Regions from separate parts of the Hordeum vulgare genome. Here region 1 is linked to region 2. The links are chromatin contacts, called in public Hi-C maps. All regions are on one chromosome and are shown on one strand. The core of a region is the stretch at or near the end of the contact, and the rest is flanking DNA. Distances in the headings are between cores, read along the strand shown. Region 1 holds the start of LOC123411558 (protein HEAT-STRESS-ASSOCIATED 32). Region 2 holds the start of LOC123407735 (50S ribosomal protein L24, chloroplastic).

Evidence for each region. A called contact is a pair of places that touch in the nucleus more often than the background predicts.
Region 1: a Hi-C map of leaf shows a contact between it and region 2, with 4 times the contacts expected there. The contact joins the promoter of LOC123411558 here to the promoter of LOC123407735 in region 2. A contact is called at or near these places in 3 of 6 Hi-C or Micro-C datasets (leaf and seedling) and 1 of 1 datasets of contacts at active chromatin or transcription factors (embryo).

Annotation. Positions count from the first base shown.
Region 1 is chr7H:584,072,306-584,075,005 of MorexV3_pseudomolecules_assembly, forward strand. LOC123411558 (protein HEAT-STRESS-ASSOCIATED 32) reads left to right here and starts at 1,264. Exons shown (of 5, transcript XM_045104524.1): 1 at 1,264-1,553; 2 at 2,363-2,554; 3 at 2,652-2,700. The coding sequence starts at 1,407.
Region 2 is chr7H:583,829,183-583,831,891 of MorexV3_pseudomolecules_assembly, forward strand. It overlaps LOC123407735 (50S ribosomal protein L24, chloroplastic), which reads left to right and starts at 1,390. Exons shown (of 4, transcript XM_045100935.1): 1 at 1,390-1,603; 2 at 2,404-2,442; 3 at 2,521-2,709. The coding sequence starts at 1,487.

The DNA.
Region 1 (2,700 bases), core at 14-2,513, 240 kb after region 2:
CTCCGGAGTAAAAGGAAAAACAGAGACAATTACAGTTCATACACGACTTAGCTAAGTTATGGGCTAAAACATTAGACCGCTGACGAGTATGCTTGAATCGAACAGAGGAGATGTGCGACGCGCCATCCTCAATGTCCGCTACTATAGCACCCACCAACGAACGGCCACAAACACGAGAATTAACCCTCTGCACCAGAGAAAGGCAATCGGCCACTACAGCACCCACCAACGAACGGCCACGAACACGAGAATTAACCCTCTGCACCAGAGAAAGGCAATCGGCCACTACAACACCCACCAACGAACGGCCACGAACACGAGAATTAACCCTCTGCACCAGAGAAAGACAATCGGCCACTACAGCATCCACCAACGAACGGCCACGAACACGAGAATTAAACCTCTGCACCAGAGAAAGGCAATGGGAGGCAAAGATCACCGAGTCGCATCCTTCCTCACGTGTTAGGTAAACAGCCCATCGAAGAGCACCTTGAGTTTGTCAGAAGTGCCGGGCACGGTCTGCAGGGTCGGAAACCGACAATGCTTGGGACTGAAACACCACAGGCTCTCTGGTGTCAGCGGTTGAAACTAAGGTGAGCCTTGTGATTTCTATTCTGCGCAACCTTGCCTACCCTGCAAGGCAAGACGTGACAAGGACACAAAACCTTTAAAACATATAAGGATCTTTTTTTTTTTCCAGAAAAGGAAGCTTTTTTTTGGAGAAATTTCAGAAAAGGAAGCTGGGAATGCACTTGGAGAATAGAAGGGTACTTTCGTTTCTGGTGGTCTTTTTCTAAAAAAGGATCCCGGTAAATTTCGAATGTTTGGATTTTAAACATGGCAACGTGAACATATTTCACGGCAACTCTAGTTGACATGAGGTGACTTTGAGCTTGGCAAGTTTAGTAGTTAAACATGTCAATTTCCTCCCAATTCATATTTTGTGAGAAAGTTACCATGTTTACCAACTAAATTTGCCGTAAAAACCGTTCGTGATCTGATTGTTTTTTTACTTCAACTATTTTTTTTTATTTGAGATGACTTAGAGCTTGGCTAGGCTGGGCTATTTCCGAGCACATTTGTTTTCTGAGCTTCGAGCTGGGCTTTTTCCGAGAACATAAATGGCCCGTTCGAACATGAGCGATAAGTCGGGCTGGCCCAACAACACATCTCACACTGCAGACTGGAAACTTGTAGACCCACCGGCCGGGCCCATCCGTTTCTCTAGAAAGCCCTCAAAAAAATAAAAATAAAAACAGTGTCTCTCTCTAGAAGCAGCGGCAAGCTTCCACCTCCTTCTCCGCTCTTCCCCCGTCCGTCCTGCCTGCTCATTATCGGTCCACCGATCGCTCAGCAGAAGAGAGAGGAGAGGAGAGGAGAGAAGAGAGAGGAGGAGCACGACGAGGATGAGGGGGTGGAGAGAGGAGGTGGTGGCGCTGTCGCTGGAGGCGCGCGGCCCCGGCGACGACCGGCCGGAGAAGCCGCGCCGCTACGGGGTCACGGAGATGAGGAGCCCCTGCTACTCCTTCCGCCCCGCCCACCACGCGCTCCAGGTAAACCCCAACCCCCATTTCATGCTAGCGCTGCCTACGCTGCACGCGTTTGCCCGTCCGTCGCTGCCCGCGGCCGCGACGCGTGGATTTGATTCCTTCCACCGGGCTCCGCGTGCACGCGTCTCGTTCGGAACCAGCAGCTTGCTGCTACCAAATACAGGTCGATGCCCCGTCTGGGGCCTGAACTAGCGGTGCGATTACTTCTGCGGTGCGTAGAATTAGCGGACGCGTGTCGGCGAGTTGGTGTGTGAGACGACCACGGGTTCGATCTACAGATCATTTTTAGGGGTTTCCAGTTTATTCAGTCAACTTAGGTTGCACGGTTGCTGCTCGTTGGTAATTTGGTGCAGACTCGTATGTTCTGCCACTCAGATCCGCCAGTGTCTAAGTCTGTTTGGTGTGAGTGTGATTGGGATGCAGAAGATGGATAAGATAAATTCCACCCGCAAACGGGATGTAAATATGTGATGGTGAAATGAGCAGACATTGTTCTAGTATTTTGTGCACAATTTCCTCATGTCTTCATCACGGCCTCTTTGCAGGTTAAGTTTACTTCAGACTCCATGTTGTACCCTTTTGAATGAAATGAAATGATGCACACATTCTTAAAATGAAAGATGAACCATACTACTGAATTTCGCAGAAGCTCTCAAGATACAGAGATAATTATATCAGAACAAAGACCCGTAGCTCCTTTCTGGGTTCCCACTTTACTAAATTGCTGTGCTTGTTAATTATAATGCTGCTTCTTTTTCAATATCTAGACATTCCTGATAGCAGACTCTCAAGCCTGCCATATTTTATTTCAGGAAATATTGGATTCCCTCGGTCCTTTTGTTGATGGCCTGAAGTTCTCCGGTGGATCTCATAGTTTGATGGGAAAGGAACTGATCAGAGAGATCACTGATTTAGCGCACAAGCATGACATGTATGTGAGCACTGGTGATTGGGCAGAGCATCTTCTGCGCCAAGGACCCTCTTCTTTCAAGCAATATGTAGAGGTCTGTAGATATCTGCCTGTCCTGGTTGTATGCTATATGCGCACAGACGTGTCTGAACTCTGAAGCCAGATACATGACATGGAATATATTGTTGCAGGAATGCAAAGAGTTAGGTTTTGACACCATTGAGCTCAACGCTGGATCTC
Region 2 (2,709 bases), core at 140-2,639:
AGGAAACCTTTGCTTGCGCGCAAGCATCTCAGGCTCCAGGATTCATGGATCATGACTGCACGGATAAGCCCGAGCGCGTTCGGAATGTACTCCGGTCTGGGAATTGTGCCAAGTTCTTACTACATAGAACTACCAGCATGGAGGGGAGGGAAGGGAAGGCCACATTATTAGCAAGATGATGCCCTCTTTTTCCCTTATTACTACTAAATAAAGTAGCGTCCTGATCCCCTCAAGATATTAAAGATAGTTTATCATTGCCATGGTGCCAAGTGATAGGTACAGCGATTATTATCGGATAAAATAGGCGACCAATTGTTATCCATTTGGTTTGGCAGCGCCGTATGCAAGCCGACTAAACAAGTAGCCACAACATGAGCCAAAGTCAGCACCAGTTTCGGGAATGGACGAAGCAGCGAGGCAAGAATCTAGGGAAAGATTGGGCACTCGACAAATTCAGCTCTATTCGTAGTCGCACTCACGCTTATCCCGTGGGAAACACAACGGCTTGCTTGCACGGCAGGAACAATTGAGGATAAACAGTTTAGCATCTTGGATGGTAGTTGCAGGAAAGGGATAGGATCGATCCGGCGATGGCGATGCATGCGGTGGAACGAGCGCTTGCCCAACCGCCCGAGAAGGCAGCGCGGCGCAACTACCCGCGCTCGCGTCGGCTGTAATCCGGCGATAATGGCCGGATATGCAAATGCAACGTGGTGTCCATGATTCACCTTTGTTGAAAAATAATGCAGAGAAACGCGGCCGTTGGGTTGGGGAACAGGTCTGGACTGGGAATCTTGGGTGAGAGGGCCGAATATATCAGCGGACAGCGGTGGCGCGTCGCCCTCCTCCTCCTCCCCCTCTAGTCCTTTCCGAAGATTGGGAAGGGCCGGCGCGAGGCTGATCCATCCACGTCGTCGCCCACCGCCACCGCCCAAGCAAAAAAATATGGACAATCACCGTGCCGCGATTGCTACGCCCCGCTGAAAAGAGGGCAGCTTTTTGCCGGCAATCCGTAGAAAAATGGAGAGGGAGAGGATGAGGGGTGGGTTTTGCTGCTTGCCTCGGCGGCAACCGTCGCTTGGCTTGCTCGCGTCGGCGGGCGGAGGGCCAGCGGGGCTCCCCGGGAGTCCGGGGGAAGCAAGAAACTGCCATGCGGAGCGTGGCGCGTGGCGCCGCGAGGGGGAGGAGGAGGAGGAGGGGAGCCCGCGCGTCCCCCTCGTGACGCCGACGCCGACGGCTGGCTGACGCCGCGGGGAAGACGACGAGCGGACGGTGGGCCGGGCTGCGCGGCATCCGTACCTTATGAGCCCATCCGAGCCTTAGCTTAGGCCCGGCCCGTTGAGCACCGAAGCCCATCTATAAACTGGGCAAGAGGGAGGGAGGCGCCTCCGTTATCCTGTCCGGGAACGCAGAGGAGCTTCCTTCGTTATCCGCTGCCCCCCTGCTTTCTCTCCGCGGCCTGAGCGAGTGAGGACCGGCGGCGACGATGGCCGGCATGGCGGCGCTGCAGGGCGCCATGGGGGCGCTCTCCGTCTCGGCCGCGAGCACCAGCGCCTTCTGGGGCAACCCGCTCGCCGCCACCTTCTCCTCCGCGCCGTCTGGGGTAACTAATCCGTGCCGCCTTCTCTCCGTCCTGTATTCCCCTCTCCCCGCCGCCGGAGATGCCACCCCGCATTGGGGTTTGTTAGAGCTCCAGAGGTCGATGCGGATGTAGTGTGCCGACGGTACTCAGACCATGTCTCGGCAGGCTTGTACCCGCGCTTCATGTTCATTTCTGCTGTTGTATTCTCTTGTCAGGCATAGTGAGACCGGGGACTGGGTTTTGTTCTAACCTTCTGGCTGTTGGAAACATACCATCGCATATGACTTGCCAGCAAAAAAAGTTCCCACTCTATCAATCACAAAATGACGGGTACATGGAAAATAACAGCTAGCTTAATTCACTGTTGGAATCCCTTTGTTGAAACTAACTTGTAAGCATAGCATCGGTTATACTTCTTGACCCAAAATGGCACTGATTGTGCTGAACACATGTTGTTGTTGTTGCCTCTTGAAAATAGCCTACTTTACCCTCTTCATTGGACAATTTCGTCCATGGCTAATTCCTAGTAACAAATAAGAAAAGGAGGGCATAATCCTACTGAATTCTGAGACCATCTAATTGCTGCTAAGTGAAGTGATACTGACAAAGCTTTGGTAGTTACGTGATAACTCATGCTAACATATTAAAACAAGAAAAGAAGAAAAAATCTTATGCTAGAAAGTAAGGTATGTGTCATGATCTCTGTGTGCGTCTGCGACATAACTGATAAATGTGTCCTTTCGCATTTTCTTTGAAGTGAATCAATATGTTTCATTTTTCGTATGAAACTTTAACAAGCTGTACATAAATTTGTTATGCAGGTCAGATTCATGGCCAAGACAAGCCCAATTGAAATGCGGGTAAGTACCAATCTGGGTTCAACATCTCTCACTTTGTTAGCTATAGTTACTGTTAAATCACCCACTTCTCTACTGCAGCTTAAGCGATGGGAACGGAAGAAGTGCAAGCCAAACAGTCTTCCTATGCTGCACAAGATGCATGTTAGGGTCGGCGACACAGTGCAAGTCATTGCAGGTCGTGAAAAAGGTAAAGTTGGGGAAGTCGTACGGCTTTACAAGCACAACAGCACTGTGATAGTGAAGGACCTGAACTTGAAGTCCAAGCAC